Regions from separate parts of the Mus musculus genome. Here all the other regions are linked to region 1. Evidence: chromatin contacts called from public promoter capture Hi-C data. All regions are on one chromosome and are shown on one strand. Each heading gives the region's core, a stretch centred on a gene start, on an enhancer-like site or on the middle of the called end of the contact. The rest is flanking DNA. Distances are from core to core; before and after follow the strand shown. Region 1 holds the start of Rfc3 (replication factor C (activator 1) 3). Region 2 holds the start of Hsph1 (heat shock 105kDa/110kDa protein 1). Region 3 holds the start of Uspl1 (ubiquitin specific peptidase like 1).

Region 1 (3,671 bases), core at 467-2,966:
ACACTTGTGGTGTGGACACATGCAAGTTTGATGACTCCGTATAAAAGCTGTAGCGCTGGTCCAATTGCAACTGTCTGTAATACCAGGGACCTCAGAGAGGTGGGCGGCAGAGACAGGAGAATCCCCAGAAGCTCCCAGGTCCGCCTGCCAGCTGGGCTTGGCAGAGTGGAAGGAAATCTCTGTCTTAAATACAATGGGAAAGAGGACTGGCAGCTAACAGTAACTCTACTCATGCCACCTTCACCCACACAAGCACACAGACACACAACTTCCTAAGTCACACACTAGTCACTGGCTAGTGGTGGGGAGAGATATACACATGACCAGGATTAAAAGTCCCCTCCAGAAACATCTGCTAAGCTTCAACCCAAGATGCTTACTGTGATAGTCTGATGCTCAATTCTCAGTTTTTCCACCCCGATACCATAAAGTTCACGTAGAATACACATAATTCTTGTCTTTTTTCCAGCACCTGATGGTCCATATACTAAGAGGTGAGGAAAGTCTCCACACTGCACCTAAGGAAAAAAAGAACAAGACATTATATCTTAGTTAAACTGGGTGAACTAAGTTAAACAAACCACTTTTAAAGTTCCAAGATATTCTGTTTACCATCCAGCTCCAACAGAAAATGTACCAAACTCTGGACACTAATTTAATCTAATTTACATGCACTAAATGCTTAAAAGTAGGCACTCCCTAAGTAAGCTATCTGAAGGGCCCGTTTGAAACTAAGGGATGACAGAAGGCGAACCCAATCTCTGTAACTAAGACAGATGCTTGTCTGGCCCGGGCTCCCCATAATGGTCCTCTTGCTCAGAAGCAGGTGCGCTGATTTCCTTGTAAGTTCACTTGGAAGAGACAGAAGAACTTCACACTAGATCAAGGTTGATCAATGCTATGGAAAAGACAGCAGTAACAGAGTGCCATCAAACGAAAGAGTACTATTAACATGGGGTCTTGATCTTGCCACCGGGAAACTGAACATTAAAGCTTTTGCAAGGAAAACCGGCACGTGTATTAACGAAGCATAATATTCTATTTCAAATTAGTGCATGCATCACGAACCAAAACCAAAACCAAACCTAAAACATATCTTCCACTTCACCCTCGAGTCTTCCAAAAGCTCTCATATGAACGATCGCGGCACTCGTTAAAATAATCTCTCCTTTTCAGAAAAGCCTTAGCTGTGATTCCGCAGTAACTAAGAACAGGGTCCGGGGCACAGTCACCTCTATCAGCTTCCCACCTAAGCTCTCTGTAGCGGGAGAGCCCATCAGGCATTTGCAGTAACACCGAGGCCCGGGCACACCCCCATCCCCGCCCCCTACCGCCGCTGCTTGCTCCTGATTCTCCACTACACTGGCCTTCTTCTGGTCCCCACACCAAGCCATTGAGGTTCCCGGCAGCAAACACACCGCACTTTGAGGAACGCGTCACTCTGACCCCCTCGCTAGCACCGGGGCGCCCGCCTCCTCCCTCCCTCCCTCCCTTCCCTTCCCTTCCCTTCCCTTCCCTTCCCTTCCCTTCCCTTCCCCGGGCTGTGCAGGAAGCTGCTGAGCAGGGCGGCTCACCAGGTTGCGCAGCTGTGCTGCCTGTTCCTTATGATAGTCCAGCCGGGCAAGGGAGCTCGGCCGGTACTTGTCCACCCAGAGGCTCATGACCGCTCCACAGTCGCACCAGCGGACCCGCCGCTTAGACAGTAGAGTTTTCCCGCGAGCGCGAAAGCGTGCGACGTCACTTCCGGCACCCGGCGACTTCCGGATAGGGAGACTGGGCAATCTCAACCGGGAGTGGAGCAGTCGCTGCAGTTCCCACTTCCACCACTGCACCAACAGTCGCTGGATTTACCGGGCAGTGGCTGCCTCTTTGTTCTCACCCTGTAACATTTTAGAAAACATTCGAAGGAATTAAAGATGTATCTCTGACATTCAGGTTCGTCCAATCTGAGTTCTTAGGGAAGGAAATTCCCTCCATTTCATTCTTTCATTTATTCACTGATTCACAACTTCATTCTAATTAGTGCTACATAATCTGTTATCTTTATTAGTAGAACTGCTTTTCTTTAAAATAATAAACAAACTCCAATATTCAATGAGCATTTGCCTACATGCCTCTGTGAACTATATGTTCTGAACTAGGAAAGTAAAGGAAATAGAAAGTAAAGGAAATCAGAAGCGAAAGTACCCAGAAGCATGACAGACAACGTCCAAAGACAGGTAGTTCATGGTGGATCCTAGGGTATATTCTTTTAATCTAAAAGATTGAAAGAATGTGAAGAGAACATAGAAAAAAAAAAAACCTAGGTTTACTTGTTTTCACAAATACAACACACAGATGCCCCCAATAACATTTAGATCCCCAATAACATTTCGGTGTGTGTCCCAGGCAATATTTGCAATGAAATTAATTTTTATCTGAAATTAGATTTTAATTGGTTGCCCTGTATTTTTTAACTTATAACCATACTTGGAATTCTTCAACTTGTGAGACCTGAGGAAGTGGCTGGGAAGGAAGGATAGAGTCCTCAAATCATAGCCAGAGGGCCAAGGCCAGAGACACAGCTCTGATCTGCTCCCTGCAGTAGCTTCAGAAGTTTCTTTCAGACACCTGAAAGCTTGTTGCTATGGTTAATCTTGGTCATCAGCTTGATGAGATTTGGAATCACTATAGAAACTACTATATAGGTATGTTCCTAGGGGCAATGGAGTAGTGCTGCCTCTGGATTCCAGAGTTTGTAAGCAGAGCAAGGCCTCTCACTACACACCAGCACGAAGCAGGGCACTGAGCCCTTAATCTGGACTGAGGTTGAACAAAAGGTATTTGAAGCTTTAGAAACAGCTCTAGCATTGACTCCAGCCCTAAAACTTCCAGATGTCTCAAAACTTTTTCATCTGTTTGTCCATAAAACAAGACAGAAGGGCTTTTAATCCAAATTTTGGGACCATGGAAACACCCTGTGATGTACCTGTCCAAAGGATTGGACCCTGTAGCCACAAAATGGTCCATCTGTCTAAGCTGTGATAGCTACTGCTAGATTATGTAAGCTAGCTCACAAGCTAAATCTGGGTCTAAATCTTGTACTAACAGCACTCCATTACAAGACTGAGGCCCTCCTCTGAGGAGCACCACGCAGTTTTAATATGCTTGGCCCAGGGAAGGAGTAGCACTATTAGGGGGTGTGGCCTTGTTGGAAGATGTGTATCACTGTGGGGGTGGGCTTTGAGACTCTCCTCCTACCTACCAGGAAGCCAGTCTTCTGCTTGTCTTCAGAACAAGATATAGCACACCCAGCTCTTCCAGCCCCATGCCTGCCTGGACATTGCCATGCTTCCTGCCATGATGATAATGGAATGAACCTCTGAACCTGTAAGCCAGCCCTAATTAACAGTTATCCTTTAAAAGAGTTGCCTTGGTCTTGGTGTCTTTTCACAGTAATGGCAGCCCTAAGACACACCAGGATCTTGGCTGTCTAATGTTTGTGTAAGCCAGTACCAGGCCTTACCATACTTGAGTGCAAAGTGAGAAACTCATAGTTATCAAATCTGATCACCTCTTGCCTAATGACCACCTGCATTGCAGGTACTCTTCCATGAAAGATGAAACTAGATGCAAAGGAGCTGCAACAATTACTTTAACTGAAAATATTTGGGCCCAAGTCAGATATCTCA
Region 2 (3,838 bases), core at 1,225-3,724, 2.0 Mb before region 1:
CTGCAACTCCAATTGTTCTGTTTTTTGATCCAAATGATATGACTGACCTAAAAGTAATATAAAACAAACGTCTCACACACGTCAAAAAAAAGCACACATGCGGCCGTTTCTAAGGTGACAAGAGGAAATTCCCACATAAGTAAAGCACAGCCCGCAGTTTTCAGCGGCAGGTATTTCTATTTAAAATCACACCTCTGACAATTCAGCCCAAGTATCAGCCCTGTTCACACATATAAGGAATATCTGATAATCTGTGTGCAGCTTGAGTGCCCTCTCCCAATACCTGGGGTGCTAATACAGAGTCACCAGGTCACAAAGGATAGGGAACTTGGCATTATGCACAACCAAAAGTAAACAGAACTCTACCTGTCATCAGCCTCCTACAATCCTAAATTTCACTGCACACTTATTTCTGTCCCGATATATCATCTGCTTTAGAATTTTTAAAAGTTTTTATGTAACCCTAAGAGGTCTATGATATGCCTGTAGAGTTTAAAGGAAATGGATGAGGTAGGTTGCCATCTGGAAGATTCTCTGTAAGGTCAAATAAAGATGATAAGAGAAACAAAGTTACTGCTGACTGGAGTACAAACGCTGAGGAAAAGGAGAGGCCAAGCCTTCACACTGCACCTGCTTTGACAAGATGAAGAGAGACAGCTTTCTCAGAGGAAAGGGGATACATAGAACCAGAACAGAGACAAGATGGAGAGTGTGGAGGAGGCGGTGAGTAAGGCTTTGGATTAGAGAGTAATCCACAGGGCGAGCGTTAGTAATCCAAATCTAATTTGGGTTCAGTTCCTCCTACATGGGTGACCGAGATGAGTAAACTGGCACTCTACTGAGGACATTCAAGTTTGCTGTAACAAAAACAGCTCGGACCTAGCCGCTCTAAGCAGGTACTCTTGTAAGGTTCAATCTACACGCCCCGTGATTCTGAGCTCAGAGGGACTAGACACTTGTAAGACTGGATTGTCTCATTTTCCATGCCAAACAACTGTAATAGAAATCAGTAGCCAACTCCATTTTCAACCGCATAGTTTGGCCAAGGGTAAAAAAACCACCTCAGTCAAAAATTCTGGTCAGCAACACAGCTACCCAAGCAGCTCTCCCTGTTCTCCTCTACACACCTTTTGTCTCTTTTTAGGCAGAGAGAGGAAGAAGCGCTTAGCATACAGGATGGGGGCAAGAAGGACTGGCAGCCTTCCTACTAATTGCCGAATCACAGAGCACCATGGCTTTGTGAGAGAGGGAGCCCATGCTTAGAAAGTAAGTTCCTAGCAAGGCTTTCTTCCTCCTATTCACTCATAAATGTTCCTCTAATAAGGTCGGAATGATTTTACCTTTGGGTTCGATGTTTAACATTTATTATCTTGGACTTTGCACATGGGGGGAAAAAGCCCTATAATGATTGCCTTAAAAAGCATACAGCTGTTGTCGGTGAAGGCACACGCAGGTCTAACTGCCTCTAATATGTAACCTTCAGAAACTAACCCCCTCAAAAAGTTGCTTTTTACCATGCTTCCGTTTACCCACCCACGTTGCTGCAGAATATTTAATTCCGAAGCAAAAAAATCCATCTTCCCCACTGAATTTTTTGCACAGCAGTGTGTTAAGCAACAACAATGTTAAATTTGTACTGCTTACTCTAAATGGTGTTAAAATAAACGAACTCTGGGTCTGGAAACTCTCACGGACGTTTTTCACAATGAGCTTTAAAAAGGACGCTTCCAAAAGGCGATTGGGGCACTAGGGCAATATTAACAAATCAGGAGTAGATGAGACGCAGAGACGGAGGATTCCTCCACCATAGCGTGTTTCTGTGGTCGCTAACAACAGTCCGCTCGCTCCCTAGGCAAGCAGCGGCGCACAGGCTCTGGAACCTTCTAGGTCATTTGGAGATTCACCATGCGGAGGAAAAGGCTCTGTTGCCCAGGCTCTGCCGAGATCCTAGCTGAGGTGGGAGCCGGTGCCAGCTTGAAGAAGCTGAGTGGGGAGTCGGGGGCGAGCCTGGAAGGCCAGCGGGACCAGGTGGTCGCGGGGTGTCACGGTTCCCGGAATCCCCGGACCCACCATCTCCCTCGGGAAGCAGCGAGCTCCAGCCCTCCCCGGCCACCCAGGCTCCTACTTACGGGGTGCAGCGGTCGCTGAACTCGTTGGCGATGGTCTCGATGCCCCCGGCCCGCGCCACCGCAATGTAGCAGCTCTGTGAGCCTACGTCTAGCCCAACCACCGACATGGCTGGCCCGGTCCGCCTCCGCCTCGGGTCCGCTGCGTGCTCGTCCTGCTCCCGACCAGTCGGGAAGATGCCTCCGGCTTACCCTGCAAGACTGCGCTCAGTCTCTGCCACCGCTCTCCGCCGCCCGCCTCTCTCACGCAGCCGCCGCCGCTCAGCTACCAATCCAAAAGGGGAGGTCCCAATCGCTCAGCCTTATGTAGCCTACTGAGGAGAACTTTCCAGAATCTGCAGCATTTTACTCACCGGCGCCTCCACGTGCCACTTCCGCTTCCTTCTTCTCGAGCCTTCGAGAAAGATTCTACCCAATGGACTGCTGGTCCCTCCGCGGGCGGCCTGAGTTGCCATGGTGACAGGGCAGCTGCTCGGGCGCCATTGGCTAAAACTGACCGAGCTTGCCCGGCCTCCATCCCGCCCTCCCCAGCCTGAGGGGCAGTTTTCGTTCCAGTTGACTCCAGTGAATAACCGGTCGGGAACTTCTGTCGCTTAAGTGGTGACTCCGGTGGCAGTGTCCGGCTCCCGACGCCGAAAAACTATTGAAAGGACGGAGAAAGAACACACTACTCCGGGACCCCAGGCCTCTCCGGTCACGAACTTGCTGTTGGCAGAGAGCATGTCGGGAAGCGTAGTCTGGCCGGGAGACCCTAGCGCCTTGCATGCTGGGAAACGCAGTCCAGTGGTGAGGCCTCGGTGCTTTGCATGCTAGGATATGTAGTCCAGCCCGTGGTGCGTGCCACGATCCTGCTTTGTCTTAAGGGCTCAGTAAAAAGAGGCCCAGCTGGCTGCTGCCGATTCGCGCTCTTTCTCTGGTGTATGCTTTGTTCTGTGTTCCGTTCTTGCTTGTTTTTTCAACAGCTAATGGATTGCGATTTAGGGGCGTCAGGATAAGCCGCAAACGCGGTTTATATTTTGTAGACATTTGTCCGCTGGCAAGATTGTTGCAGAATAAAACACAGAAGGGTTTTCTTCTTCTTCTTCTTCTTCTTCTTCTTCTTCTTCTTCTTCTTCTTCTTCTTCTTCTTCTTCTTCTTCTTCTTCTTCTTCTTCTTAAATGAAAACTTTTGATTGCTATGCAATTTGGGAAGCTGCTGGTGTTTTGCCGACAGGGTTTTGCATATTTTGGATACTAGTTTAAGCCGACTTTGTTTAACCCTGCCACTCCTAACCATAAGGTTATGATTTAATGTAATGGCTAATAATATGGTTTAATAAATGGGTGTATGGTTTATTCCTTGTTTAATCTAACCTTTCATTTTCTTTCCTTGGAAAGTAAGCTTAGGTTCCATGAAGAGAAAGCAGAGGTGGATGCTGCTGGCTCCTGCTTTCAATTCTTATGTACCGTTAAAAAAAACGTCAAAGTTTGCCTGAAAACCCCGTGTGTACCCTCTAGAATATGGAAATATGCACAATTAAAACGTGCGCTGCTAAATAAGTGTGTAATTGAATGAAGAGTTGGGGCCCAGGGTTAAAAACTAACTCCTGAAGTATGCCTCTTCCCGTAGGACAAGTGGGGTTGCTTAAATGGGAGCTTTCTATACAAATTGCAGAGTAAGTTTTATTCGTGGTGATTGATCGGCTTGCCACTTAAGTTATTTCACCTGCTAG
Region 3 (3,705 bases), core at 1,095-3,594, 2.5 Mb before region 1:
TTTTCCAGCTTTCTGAAGATAAGATTTAGTAAAGGGATTATAGACTGTACTCTGGAAAGTCAGGCTGCCCGGGTACATGGTGCACAGGTGAAGGACAGAGGTGGATGCTAACGGTCTTCCTTTCTCTCGGCTTACTTTTTGAGACAGGGTCTCTAACTGAATCTGGGGCTCACAGATTCAGCCAGGCTGAGTGGCTAGTGAGCCCCTGGGATCCACAGATCTGCACCTCCCCCAGCCTGGGATAACAGATGCATACAGTTGGGCCAAGCTTTATCAAAGTGCTGGGGCTTCCAGTTCAGGCCCTCATTACTGCAGGGAGAATAACTTACTGATGGAAGTCGTTTCTGCAGTCCAGTAAATTGTCAATGAGACCAGAATACACAACCACCGCAGGGTTTGATTTTAGGACAAGTCTCAACTCTAAGCACTCATTTGTTATATAGCCCAAGCTGGCTTCCACCCAAGGTCCTCCTGAGTGCTGGGCTTACAGAGGTGTCCACCATACCTGGCTTAGAGGTAGCATTTATATCCCAGGTTGGTGCTAAAGGTTTGTTTTCAGTTAAGGAATACAACAGAAAAAAAGAACAAGAGCTCACAAAATGATCTGCAGAGCACTGTATTCCTATTGCAGCTTAATTAATTATTAGTTAAATAAAAGCTTCCATTTATTGAATATGAATTTCTAAGTGGAAATAGATAAACCTACTTTAGTTTACTGAGGTTAACTATACTCTCTATGGGACCAATGTATATAAAAACAGGCACTCTGCATACTGTGGAAAGAATACACAGAAGTACATGGTATCTTCTCAGCTGGGGACTATTATTAACCTGAAGTAAATTGGGAATTTTCTCCCCCCCCCTCCCCGACCCGCCATATTCCATCTTCATTTTGTTTGTCACTATTAAGTTTTTCTGGCCAAAAATTTTGTTTTAATAAATTTTTCATTAAAGACAGCAATAATCCATTTTTATTTTTATTCTAGTTGTTTGTGGATGTTGCTTTACACCTCAAAAGTCGGGTTACATTTTAACTGAACCAACTAGATCATTCAATTTATGAGCTGACATTCAGCAAGTGTTTATTGGGAGGGGAAGTGTACTCCACTCTAAAAATGGAAATAGCATGTTGAATAAGAAAACAATCCTATTAATCTTGGCTACTCTCTCAGGAAGAAATACTTTCTCAAAAACCTCATAATCCATACAAAAAGAAATCTTACTTGTTTGATCTTACAACAAATATACCAGTACAGTATGTAGTGTAAATGCAAAGATAAATAAAATTAAAAAAAAGCAAAACCTAACCAGTCTATTTTCGTCATGAGAGAGGAGAAAAAAAACCCTAACAAAGTCTCTGTTGGAACGCTCAGCGATTTCCATTCCTAAGTACCACAAACTGAAATTCTTTTATTGAATAATTTCTTCCTACAGCGGACTTGTTTCCCCCATTGCACGCTACCAAAATTATCAGTATTCTGCCAGAACATGGTCGTTTAAGACCACTAATGAAACCCTACAGGACCGCAATCCAAAATGCCAGTCATGATTCCTGTAAGGTCCAGAAAAAATCCCAAATTGTAGTCCCAGGCCACGGAAACAGTCTATGCAAAGGACTCCAAGAATAGGATGTCCTCATGGACGCGATCAGTCATGACCTCCCTGACACCACATGACCTTTCTACGAAGGCAGTTCTTAAAACTTAGCAACTGAGCTCTCCCCTCTCTGAAGTTCAAGGAGGCAGGGCGGCTGCTGAGATGCGCGGGTCGGCTGCTCAGTGCCACCCCGGGTCAAGTGCTCGTCTTTCGCTACCCCCCTTACCGTGAGCAGATCAGAGAGGGAAGAAAGAAAAAGTGGCCTCCAAGGATGGGTTTGGGGAAGAAGGGAGGGGCAGCTCCGTGTGTGGTAACCGTTTGTGAACACGTAGGGTGGTGGCGCGCGGGCCGAAAAGAACCAACTATGGGAGCCCGTCGTGGCGTCCGCCATGACGGCCCGCCAGGGAGGCCCATCACTGCGCCTGCGCGCCAGGCAGGCAGCCGCCCAGCGACCTCTCCTTCCTCTGCCGCGTAATCCCTCCGCTGAAGGCCGCGCACTAATTTTAATCACGCCCCGCCCCCTAGCCTCTGGCGTCACCTCCGCCACTCCAGCGCTTTCCAGCAGCTTCCAGAACCAAGCCTGCCCCACCCCCTCCAGCTCCCTCCCCCTCCCCCTCCCCCGTCCTCCCGACTCACACTTTGCAGGCTCTGTAGCGAGGGGCCCCGCCCTGTCGCCGCAGTTCCCACTGCGCCTGCGCCTGCTGGGCGGGCAAGCCACGCCTCTGCGGAGCCCTGCCGGAAGTGCTCTGGTCTTCCCCTTCCCCGGCCCTGCCCGCGTGCTCTCAAGCAGGGCTGCCTGCCGCAGGAAAGTGTTTGTGGGGTAGCTCTTGGGCGGCGGACTCGCAGGCGGAAGTTGCTTTCCTGGCGGAGAGGGCTGTGGGGGAGGAGCCGTCCGAGGGAACGTGGGTTGAACGTTACGGTTAGATGGTGGGGACCTCAAGCTGGAAGAGGAGTTCGGGTCCACTGTATGCGAAGAAGGAGCGTACTTCGGGAGGGTAAGGAAGACAGTAGTTCCCTCGGGAAGTAGAAATTGGGACGGCTGGAGTGCCCGGGGTGGGTCGTTGGCGCGCTGAAAAGATGGGGTAGGAACGAGGTTGTGGTGGGCAAGGTGGAGGATGGAGGTGCAGGCTGGGTCTTCAGGTTCCGGTTAGGCTCAAAGAGGTAAACGCTGAAGAGAAACCAGAGTTTGTGCCCGCCCCACGAAGAGCGTGGAGATGGGCTGGGTAACGGAACGCCGCGCCTCTTGGACTTCCTTGGTAGGCTTTTGAAGCTCAGTTCGCGTGGACCCATCCGTCTCAAATTCGGGAAGCTGGACTGGGTACCAAGCAGTATTGGGCTCTGTAAAGCCTATCCCTTCGCTGGGGCTTAAGTCTGCTGGCCTTGAAAATTCATATGCAGAGCCGAGAGATAAAGCTCCGAAGGGTTCCAGGCCCTTTGAATACCTGTAATAGTTTCTACACATGCAGTGAATTAAATTTAAATCCCTCTCGTGATTGGCTGCTAAATGGATCTATTCTGGGCTGATATCTCCCATTAAGGTCTCCGGAATGCGACTTACCTACGTTGAAGGTGGGGGCTCGGTGGTGGGCGTAGGTAAGAGGAAAAGTGCCGGAGATGAACACTGGAAAACCTTGGTTGTTCTCCTTGAAATAAGCTCATGTCATAATCTTTAGGATGTACTGAGCTGTTTGGGCGGACTTCCTACAATCAGATTGGATTAAATAGGTGGTTTGAAGCGGAGCTGTCATTTTGACAGTGATATGAATGGAAAGAGAGACAAGTTCGAAACATTTCCAAAGCCTCGTTCACGAGTTTAGATGGCGCCTACTGTGCAAACATGGGAGATGAGAGTGAGTAGACGGCACAAACTTTCTAGTCTGTATTTGGAAACCCAAAAGATGCCAAAATTTAGATACTGTACAGGGAGGAGCTAGCAGTTACACTTGGAGAAAAGATAATGAAGGTAATTTATTCCTAGACAAATTGAAATTTGAGACCCACCCCGGGGTTTTGTGTATAATACAGTGCTTGAAAAACCCCAAGAGTCTACTTCTGGTATTTTAAAACTTGAATATTCTTTGGGGAGGGGGAATTTCTTAATATTGTTTA

Evidence for each region. Promoter capture Hi-C pulls out the DNA fragments that hold promoters and counts their contacts.
Region 2: a promoter capture Hi-C map of pre-B cells shows a contact between it and region 1, with 4 times the contacts expected there. The contact joins the promoter of Hsph1 here to the promoter of Rfc3 in region 1. A contact is called at or near these places in 6 of 39 promoter capture datasets (the 3T3-L1 cell line, the C10 cell line, the HPC-7 cell line and 3 more) and 1 of 9 other capture datasets (liver).
Region 3: a promoter capture Hi-C map of pre-B cells shows a contact between it and region 1, with 3 times the contacts expected there. The contact joins the promoter of Uspl1 here to the promoter of Rfc3 in region 1.

Annotation. Positions count from the first base shown.
Region 1 is chr5:151,649,492-151,653,162 of GRCm38.p6, forward strand. Rfc3 (replication factor C (activator 1) 3) reads right to left here and starts at 1,717. Exons shown (of 9, transcript NM_027009.2): 1 at 1,575-1,717; 2 at 381-518. The coding sequence starts at 1,661.
Region 2 is chr5:149,633,841-149,637,678 of GRCm38.p6, forward strand. Hsph1 (heat shock 105kDa/110kDa protein 1) reads right to left here and starts at 2,475. Exons shown (of 18, transcript NM_013559.2): 1 at 2,130-2,475; 2 at 1-47. The coding sequence starts at 2,236.
Region 3 is chr5:149,182,216-149,185,920 of GRCm38.p6, forward strand. Uspl1 (ubiquitin specific peptidase like 1) reads left to right here and starts at 2,345. Exons shown (of 9, transcript NM_001115149.1): 1 at 2,345-2,591.